2 separate regions of the Rattus norvegicus genome follow, and region 2 is linked to region 1. The links are chromatin contacts, called in public Hi-C maps. All regions are on one chromosome and are shown on one strand. The core of a region is the stretch at or near the end of the contact, and the rest is flanking DNA. Distances in the headings are between cores, read along the strand shown. Region 1 holds the start of Ralgdsl1 (ral guanine nucleotide dissociation stimulator like 1). Region 2 holds the start of Smg7 (SMG7 nonsense mediated mRNA decay factor).

Region 1 (4,978 bases), core at 1,163-3,662:
GTTTGGCCACAAGGATCTATACCAGCTGCACCAGCTCACTGGCCCTGATCCTTGGCTTTTTGAGACATCATAGAAACAAGGATCTACAAATGCTGCTATAACCCTCTGGAAATTCAGATAACCTAGTTACCTGTATCATAAGTACATCTTAAGCCAAGCAAATCCTTTATATAAGATGAAACTATTCACTTGGAAAAGTCCAAAGAAAATAGAATTGCCTAAGATGGTGATGAAGTATCATAGGTAACAGTAAAAATATAAAATCTTCAAGAGAGTAGAATACTAGACCTTTTCTAACTGGAAAATAACCACATCCTAAGCACTGCGAGGCAGTATTAAAAAAAACAAAACAAACAAACAAAAAAACTGCCAAGTTTAACACAATCCACACGAAGACCAAAATTCTATGCAATCAAGATAATTACATCCTTGAACAACTAATATTTTTTTATTTTTCACTGTTCCATTAAGTTGTTTTCTATCTCAGGATTCTTCCCCAGTTCTAAAGAGACCAAGTGTGTGTGTGTGTGTGTGTGTGTGTGTGTGTGTGTGTGTGTGTGTGTGTGTCTCCGAGTAAGACAAAAGGAAAAACTAGGGCTTGAGAAAGGGCTGTGTCAGCTCTTGAATCCTCCTTTCTGTCTATACTCAACAGTGCATCTAGTGTTTAATTTTCTCTTCAAAGAAAATCTCAATTTAAAAGAACAAAAAGTACAGTCTGCTTTAACATCTAAAAGAGCATGTTATGCACCTTTTGTGGGAAGTTACACAAAACTGAAACAGAAAAAAGAATTTAAACAAATCTTTATCCTAAGTTACATAATGCCATCACCATAACAATGTTCTTGTACTTCAGCAGGAGACTTTTAAAGTAAGTGCTGCTGGCAGGCAGAAATTTCTCCTTTGCTGTCGTAAGGCATGAGAGCTTTTTACTAGCTCACACCGTGAGTGTTAATCAAAGAAATGTCATTTCTATCAACTGAATGATATACCTAGAGGGGGTGCCACATTGCTTCTTCACACGGAAAAGGGATTCACATACAGTGCTCTCTCTACAGAAAGACATACACACACATGCACATCTTTCTCCTTTTGAGATCGTTCTCCTTTGGACTGATTCTCTATCACCAGTTTGATTCTTTGATATCTCACTAATTCATCAAGCATTCACTGACTACCTTCTGAATACCTAGTTTTATGAAAAATTATGAAAAAAGATACATAAGAAAAATAGGCTCAACCCTCCAGAATCTTGGGAATCTCGTTCACCAGCAAGATAAAACATAACCTATCATTAGGTAATTTGAGAAGCTTGTGCTACATAACCAATAAACACATTGCACATATACGCAGAATTTTAGAGTCTTTTTTAAGTATTTCTGCGAATTGAACCCTGGGGGCATTCTTGGGAAAAGCACATTAGCCCAATTTTGGCAATAAGAAATCCGAGGTTCCAAATTTTAAGCAACGTGCCTCAATCTCGCAGATTATGAGAGCAAAAAAGTCGAAACTCAGCCACTGCTTTCTGATCCCAAGCCCAGTGCTCTTTTTCAGTACTGCACAACAAACGAGGTAACTCAACAGGATGACATCCAGCCTTCTGCTGTTTGTGAAACCAGGTAGATCTGCATCTAAGCAGAGCATAGCCAAGTGTCTGAATTAATTTTATTTTGTAAATACGTGTACGACAGTATAATGCACAGAGCACAGCTATTATTTGTTTAATCTTAGTGCCTCTGACGGGAATGTGGAATATCGCAAAAAAGCTGATCTGGCGTGCCTTAAACAATAAATAACAACCTTGAAAGTCCAGTTTCTATTAATCCTTGCACACGCTATTTTCCCTCAGCGCCAGCGCTGAAAAGCCTAACTCGCCCACCCTCTTCTGGCATTCTTGCTCCAAATAACTACTTATTTTAAGATGTGATGACTGATTCTAGAAAATGCTACAAGTTTGCCCCAATTTCGCTACCCGTCCCCAGCCCCGGCCCAAGCATCTTTTCCCTCCCTCCAGATGGAGAGAATACCGAGTTGAGATTCTGCAGGTCCGGCCGCGATGCTGTCCCCCAGCACTGACAGGTAAGAAGTGACCTTTCGACTCCGTCCTTGGGGACCTCCCACCGACAGCGTGCCAAGATCCCAAGCCCCGGAAGGGGCTCTCAGCTCTGGAACGCAGCCCCCGGCGGCGCTCGGTCCGAATGGAGGGCTCCGATCACTAGTTTCGTGCTGGGCATCACTCCGCCTCATTCTCCCGCTGACTGCAGGGGACTAGGTTCTGCAGCCAGTCCATCCCACCCCACGCTTAAGTCCGACCACCCACACTTCACACCGGACCCCAACAACAAGCGGCTGGCACCGACGGCGGCAGCACTCCAGGCCACGCGCCCCAAGTGCCCATAGCCTCCAGCCCAAGACCCCCCGCAAGGCTGGACCGCAGAAAAGCGTTTCTATGGGAACCTCCCGGGTGTCACGTGACGCTCCCCGGCGGCCAATCAAGTCTCCCGCTCCGCCTCAGCCCGCTTTCTGTCCGCCCGCCGCCCCCGCCTCTCTCCCTCCAACCCCGCCCCTTTCCTGCAGCGGGCCCGCGCGTGCGCCGTGCGTCCCGCGCGCTCCCTGGCCGACGCGCGCTCCCGGGGGACGCGGGGGCGGAGCGGGGGCTGAAGGATGGCTGGAAGCTGAGGAGGAAGCCGCGCCGGCTAGCGCGCAGGCCCAGAAGCGAGCAAGCAGCGGCTGCCGGCGACGCCCCAGAGCGGAAGAGGGAAGTGAGTCGGACAAGGCTAGGCTCGCTGAAGAAGAGGCACCGCGGAGGGGAGGCCAGAGTTGCATCGCGATCCGGGATGTCGAAGAACACGGTGTCGTCGGCCCGCTTCCGGAAGGTGGACGTGGACGAATATGATGAGAACAAGTTCGTGGACGAGGAGGACGGCGGCGATGGCCAGGCCGGGCCCGACGAGGGCGAGGTGGACTCATGCCTACGGCAATATCCTTACGCTCGCGGCGGCCTGGGGTTGCGGGGACACGGGGACACGCGGCCAGCTGTGCCCGGCTCTAGGTGGGGACGGAGGGCAGGAGGTCCCGGGGCTATCAGGCCGCCTGCACCCCGCGGCCGCGCCTGCGAACTTGCCGGCGCCCCGATTCCTCAGGTGCGCTGTCCTAAGCGGCCGCACCCTCTCGGGGGGGCACCGGATGACGCCCTAGTGGGCACCTGAGCTCCAAAAATTCCTGCCCGGTGGGGACACGGGTCCCGCCTGGAGTCTTGCTATTCTGTCGGGTGTGTGTGATTTGCGGAGCGGGCATAGTTTATTCTAGCCAGGAGAGATGGAACAAATTGAGGCCCTCCGTACATTCAGCCCATGAGCTTTTTCCATCAGCAGTGTTATTTATTAAAAGAAGAGGGTTTGGGCAAGGTTGCATATAATTTATGAACAGGCTGAAGGGAGTTTTCTAATCCAAAATTCCCAGGTAAGGCTTTGAGCCTTTCACCTGCTAAGAAAAGGCTACTAGGAAAAGGATAGGGAATGCATGTAGAGAATCCCTGGGAATAATTTAAGATGAACCCCAGTGAATAAAGCAGAGAATGAGTCACTTCTATAAATCAAAATCGTTTTTCTGAAATTGTTTCCAGGCTAGTTAAAATATGGCTGTCAGTTCCTGGTTCCTTGGTTTGCATATCTGAATATTCATAACCTTGAAAATCATTTGCATTGATCCCTTAGAAAAATAGAAATGTCACAAAACCCCAAATTGGAGCTTTAGAAAACTCGTATTCATTAAGTCTGTAGATACATATCTCCCTCATCGATTTTCTACTAGATTATGATGAAGAAGTAAGCAGAAATATTTAGTGGTAACCACAGCATCGAATATATACATATATGTGCCATATACGTTTAACTTTCATTACCACTACTTCCACATTGGTTGCTACTAATTTATTTATTAAAATACTTGGGATTTTTTTCTTTAAAAAGTGTTCTTTAAGAGACTATGCAGGCTTGACAGTAGTTTATCACTAACTGTAGATAATTTTTATTAGACCTTTTCCACAGAAGTGGTGAGTTTATTCTTCGTTTAAAGAAATCTTTATGGTGGATATGATATTTTATTAAACTAATGTATTTTAGGTAATTTCTGGTGATTATTATGACTGTATCCATTATTAATTCAGTCTACCTTTTCATCAATCCATCTTATCCAAATATAAAGGTACTGTCTCTGGTTATAACTAGGAGCGGCAGCCCCGGTTGGGTACTACAGATGGAGGAACAAGTGACTCTGGTTCTCCTTTTAGGGAAATGACTGTCTTTTCTGACAGTCTGATTGGCCTTCCGTTTCCCGTGCTTGCTAACTCATTAGTGCTTTCAGTACGAAGTAGGTATGGAGGGTCCAGCCCAGTTTGAATAACCTGTAGGAAATAAAGTAAGCTGCCACCTACAGGTCGTGTGGGTTATTACATCATCTGGAGCCCTGTTCATCAATATGCAGCTATCACGGCCTGTCCCACTCTGATTGCCAGAGTAATCTGCCAGCACCTCAGTTAATACACAGTGTAGTTTCAGTATCAAGTTTAGGCTTGTTTTCCAGTAAGAATCACGCAGACAGGATGGAATACTTTGTTGGTAAACTGCATCATTCGATGGCTTAATTCTTAGGCATATTCTAAGACTTCTTGAATACCTGTCTAGACAATTGTGTGTATTTCCCTGGAAAGTGTAATCTCTTTGGTTGACAGAACAGGTCAGAACAATCTTTGCTTTTAAAAAAAATCATATTCTTAAGCGCAAGGCCCTGGGTTCGGTCCCCAGCTCCGAAAAAAAGAACCAAAAAAAAAAAATCATATTCTTTTAATTTCATTATTTTAACCTTTGGTTGACATATTGGAAAGAAACCCATACAGTTAATGACCATAGTAGTTTTTGTTACTGTTCACAAAGTCAAGTCTAACCCACCAGTCCCATAAAGTGGGGCTGCCTTTTTTTTG
Region 2 (4,978 bases), core at 1,742-4,241, 150 kb after region 1:
ATTTGGAAGGGATTCTATATCTCATGCCTCTAACTTTTTGCCTATTGGATTGCAGCTGGACATGTAGCTGTCATTCCATGTTTCTTCATTCTTCAGAGCCAAATTGGTACCAACCTGTCACTGACTCCATAACCTAAGGGTAATTCTTCCCTCCAAGCAGATTTATACAAAAAAAGATACATTGGCACAGAAGCTTCTCAAAGCCAGCTATCTCTGCATTAACAGTATCAGCACTTTCCTAATATTTGTCACCACACAGTCTTCCAACTGCCAAGACCTTATTTCAAGCCCTAAAGGTCCACATATTTTATAACACAATAATTTTCTCAATGCTGTGAACATACAAATTGTCTTTTAACAAAGCACCTCAGATTTCTTTGAGGCAGGGGCTCAAGAAGTCAAGGGTGGCCTTGACCTTGCTAATAGTGGATGACCTTGAACTTTTGATCTTCCTGTTTCCACTTCCAGAATGATTGGATTACAGGACGACTATAGCACATCTTGTTTTTTTTTTTTTTTTAGTGCGTGTCAGGCTAGCATGCTACACAAATGAAGCTATATCTTTCACTACAAAATTTCTAATGTCTACTTTTTAAGACCCTTTTAGCATCGAATTACAGAATAGGTTTTCCTGTGCTTACATAAAAGCACATGCCCTTATTTTCCCTTCTATCATTTCAAAGGACCTTATTGTGTATTTATCTGCTCATGTTTACTGACTTTCTATCAAGACCTACTCTCCCATGCTCACCCTTCTGCTCACCAGTGAGACTCAGCTCCTAGAATATAGAAAGCCCTCCATTCACACTTGGGCAAAGAATGAGCATAGTCAGGCAGCACAGAACGCTGACATGAAGCTCCAAGACAAGCAAACATTTGAGTCTGTTTTTACACACCAGCCATAAGATGCTCAGTAACTTCTTTGGATTCACCTTCCTAATCTATAAAAGAACCAAGTTAAACTCCATTCAAGCTTTCCAGTTGTATGCCCCCCAGCACTACTGCCTAACTTAGCACCACTCTCCCTCCATTTCCTTATTACCCATGTCCTTCCGTTTACAATCTCTCTTTCTTAATTCACGGCTGTCAGAAGACTGTCCATCCTAAGAGTTTAAGTGTTCTTTTCTTTTAAAACCTAACAAACTTGTAAGTTCTGTAAGAGGGTGGAGTTCTTACTTTCTATTCTTAGCAGTTGGTACAATGCCTTACGTACAGGTGATCAACCAAACAACCGATGAATCATAGGAGTATAAATGAGCAGATGAACAAAGAGAGTCTTTCCTGATTTCCCTCCACTGCTCAGGTCATCTAGGACTCATCAATATGGTACCTTTTTGTGGTGATAATTACATTAGTCTGTGCTATTAATTTACTCACCTATTGGATATTATGATGCAAATTCCTTAAGATTAAGAACTGTCCTGGTAGTTTCTATTTCTGTCTACTGCACCTATATTCATAGCTCACTGTAAAGTTTAATGTACTAATAAGGGTAACAGAAGAAAAAAGAGGGTATCAACTTACAATATCAGGCATACATATTGTGCTAAACTCACAAATCAAAGATTCACAGATCCCATCATCCTCTCAGTGTAATGAATAACTTCTTTCAATGACAGAACAGCCACTCTGTCTACCACAGAACAACATACTTTCTCTTGCAATATAAATATATGTGGGACCACTCTAACACATGGACTCTTCCACATCACTAATCTCTAAACAGCTGAAGTAACTCTCATCATTCCATTATCCACCCATTCAATTCCCTTCTCCACAAGGTATGAAATAATGTTTGAAAAGCATTTCTCCATACCTCCCTTTAAAAAAAAAATCGTTCTTGAAAGACAAAAAGGCCCAGTTTTTAAGTTTCTGAGTCTTTGCAGCTCCTCAATTAATCTCAGGTGCTAACCTTATTTTCCTTTGTCATCAAGGTGTTTTCCCCAATCCCTCACTCAGAATCCACCAAACTATTCTGACTACACAACAGCTGCTGTCTTCCTATTCAAAATGTTCTCGACATCATGTCAATACATGTGAGCCTTCTTTAAGTGTGTATCAATCCCTGCTTCCCTCCCTTACGCTAGACACACACTCACACACGCGCAACACCAGTATCCATGCGTCACTCTATCTCCTTCATACAAGTTCCTTACATCGCACCTAATGAATGCACACGGCTCTCAGAATGGTATCTTCCAACTACAGTTTCTTTCGAGAACATCACCTTGTTCATAGCACCTCCCTCTTTCCTCGTTTCCCCATCCATTTCCCCCCTTTTCGGGTTCCCCTACCCCTCCAACTAACGACAGAAGGCATTATTTCCCCTACTCCCAACCCGCGATAAAAGAACAAGCTCGCGTTTCCTGCGGGCTCCCCCTCCTCTAATTTGCCCTCCAGTCTGCACCCTCCCAGCCCCCAGGTGTGCCGACTTCCATCCTCCACTCTCCGCATGCATCGCTCCAGCCAGCACACCACGTTTCCCCGGCTGAAGGCTCCAGACCCCTTCACACCCACCTCTACTCCGGATCGCTGCCTGCTCTCGGGGTGCCTCTCCCTACCCCGGCCCGCAGCCTGAGAGCACAGGCAGGCGCGCGCGCGCACACGTTCTCTCTCACGCTTCCCCAACCTCCCTCCGCTCATCGCCGGCTTCACCAGAGCTCAGCTCGCCCGGCGAGGGCCAGGCAGCCATGTGTGTGCCCGCCCCCTCCCGCAGCTGCCCGCTCAGCCCGCGCCTCCCGGCCCGGGGACAGAAGGACGCTGCAACTCCCCCACTGCCTCGGGAGTCCGCTGTTTCTGGCCCCCCCAAGCCTCCTCCCGTCCCCACAACACCTCGGCCGGGCTTCGGCACTCACCGGAGATACTGCGCGCTCTGCAGGCTCATCCTCCGCCGCCGCGTCTCGCCACGAAGCCTCCGTGGGTCTTTCAGGCTCCTCGGAGCGGCCCCGCGGCCCCGCGGGTGCTGGCGGCCGCCGCCATCTTCCTCTCCTCCGACTCCTCCTCGCTCGGCGCGGGGTGGGGGGGAGTGAGTGAGGCGAGGGGGAGGGAGTGGGGAAAGCTGCTCTAGCTGCGGCTCTGGCCTGTGGGACACAGGGACGCTCCGGCTCGGGAGGGGGGGAAGAGGAGGGAGAAGGGAAGGGGGCGGGGGAAGAGGAGGGAGAACCAGAGGAAGGAAGTCCGGTTCGCTCTCGCGAGACTTTAGCACTGCCGGTCCCTCTGGGTGGTTTCCGCTACTCTATATCTCTCCCTTTTGGGATCAGCAAGTTGTGTGGCGCCTGCGCGCCGGCTGAGAAGTCTGGTGATAGCGCCTGGAGGCTTCCTAATGATCCGTCCTTCTCCTCCCGTGCGAGGGGGCAACCCCAAGCTCACCGCCAACATCGAGCCCAAATCAGCCGGGAGTTACACTCAAAGCCTTCCGCCCTTCCACCCACCCACTTCTCGCTTCCTTTTTCCTTTCCTCCACTTTTCCCCACCGGAAACGCCACCCCTTCCTCCTACAGTTCCGCCCGCCAATTCCTCGATTCTTGTCTTCCCTCGCGCGCCGGAGAGTGACGCAAAGGCCTCCCTCCTCTCAGCTGCCCCTCCCCAAGCACTCCAGAAGAGAGTTGGAGGGGCATAGGGCGGAGCCCATGGAGAAATAGAAAGGAAAACCAATCAGATTGGGCTGGGCGCTGCCATGGAAACTGGAGGCTGTGGTTGTATTGTCATAGTAACTGCTGTGTGTAGGCCGGGTGACCCTCCCGTGGAGAAACGGGTTCCCGGGAAACCGCCCAGGATTCCCGGCTTGGATTCCCTGCCTTTTTAAAAGGCTGGGAGTCGAGATTGTTATCCGAGCAGGAAAGTCCGTTTCTTCCCTTACTCTCCCAGCAAAATTTGGGGGAGACCCGGAGGCATTCATTCTGGGCATTTCCAACCTTCCAAGGGTGAAAACCACCTCCATAGTTTTCTCCCAGAGCCGGGTGGTGAGAGGACCCGGCCCGAGAAGGAAACGCAGGTTATGAAACGCAGGTTATGAAGACTGGCGGGTGGTGGGTTGGAGCGAGAAAGCGGGGGCGATACTACAAAGTCAGGGTGCGAGGAAAGGGAAGGGGCTTCCCCACAACTGCTTGAGGCGGGGAGGCGGGATTCCGCCAGGACGGTCCCTAAAGGAAGAGACTGGCAAGGAACAGGCTAGATGCGGCTCCAGCAGTCGAGACTGTTCGACTTTTCCTAGGCGGTCGACCCTTGCTTAATTCCTACTCGACATCACCTGAGAGACCTCCGGGAGGAGATTCAGTGAGAGCTGAGAAGCCTAGGAATCTAACAAGCAGTTCTTAGGCATTTAGAATTGAGAGCGATCAGAAAGGCTGTTGACGTTCTTTCCAGAGGTACCTCAGTGAGAAATGACGCTTCGTCTTCGAAGGTTGATCTCAAAGACATCTGCAGTGTTTTAGAACTTGCCACTTCTTTTTTTAAAATTAAGTACCTAGATTTATCAGCATGAGGGAGTCTAAGAAAAATAATTTTCCATTTTGAGAACGAATATTTTAAGTATCTTGTGTCAGGTTTAGGATTAAAATAGAAATAATGGATCGTGATGATGTGGAGTCATGTAGAACAAGTCATTCTGACGGAGTGAAGTAGTTATTGACATTTTACAGATTTTATTTTCAATTGATACTGAAAAATTATATAAGCAGCTATCCTAAAATGTTTTAGAATAAGATCCAATAATGCAGCCCTCACTATATAGTTAAAATCAGCAATTCAATGGGATCTTGGTTCTGATTTGGGTACCTGATTTCTTCTGTTTTATTCCATGCTGCCTAAAGAATCGCTTTCCAGGTCTTTCTCTGAATCCAACGCCTGTTAACCTCGAACAATGTTTATTTGGAACATGTTTCAGTTCTCAGGAAACGAAAGTACAGCCCACTTGCAAATAAGTCTCAAGGACAGCTTGTCATTAACGAAACAGAAAGTGAACTCTGCCCCCTCATGC

Evidence for each region. Hi-C and Micro-C count contacts between places; a contact is called where the count stands out from the background.
Region 2: a Hi-C map of prefrontal cortex shows a contact between it and region 1, with 4 times the contacts expected there. The contact joins the promoter of Smg7 here to the promoter of Ralgdsl1 in region 1. A contact is called at or near these places in 7 of 12 Hi-C or Micro-C datasets (Schwann cells, frontal cortex, kidney and 4 more) and 1 of 1 datasets of contacts at active chromatin or transcription factors (oligodendrocytes).

What each region holds. Positions count from the first base shown.
Region 1 is chr13:67,451,607-67,456,584 of GRCr8, forward strand. Ralgdsl1 (ral guanine nucleotide dissociation stimulator like 1) reads right to left here and starts at 2,413. Exons shown (of 19, transcript NM_001105957.2): 1 at 2,025-2,413. It overlaps Arpc5 (actin related protein 2/3 complex, subunit 5), which reads left to right and starts at 2,773. Exons shown (of 4, transcript NM_001025717.1): 1 at 2,773-2,977. The coding sequence starts at 2,835.
Region 2 is chr13:67,597,446-67,602,423 of GRCr8, forward strand. It overlaps Smg7 (SMG7 nonsense mediated mRNA decay factor), which reads right to left and starts at 2,992. Exons shown (of 24, transcript NM_001415740.1): 1 at 2,856-2,992. LOC134481570 (a long non-coding RNA gene) reads left to right here and starts at 3,660. Exons shown (of 2, transcript XR_010057226.1): 1 at 3,660-3,994; 2 at 4,812-4,978.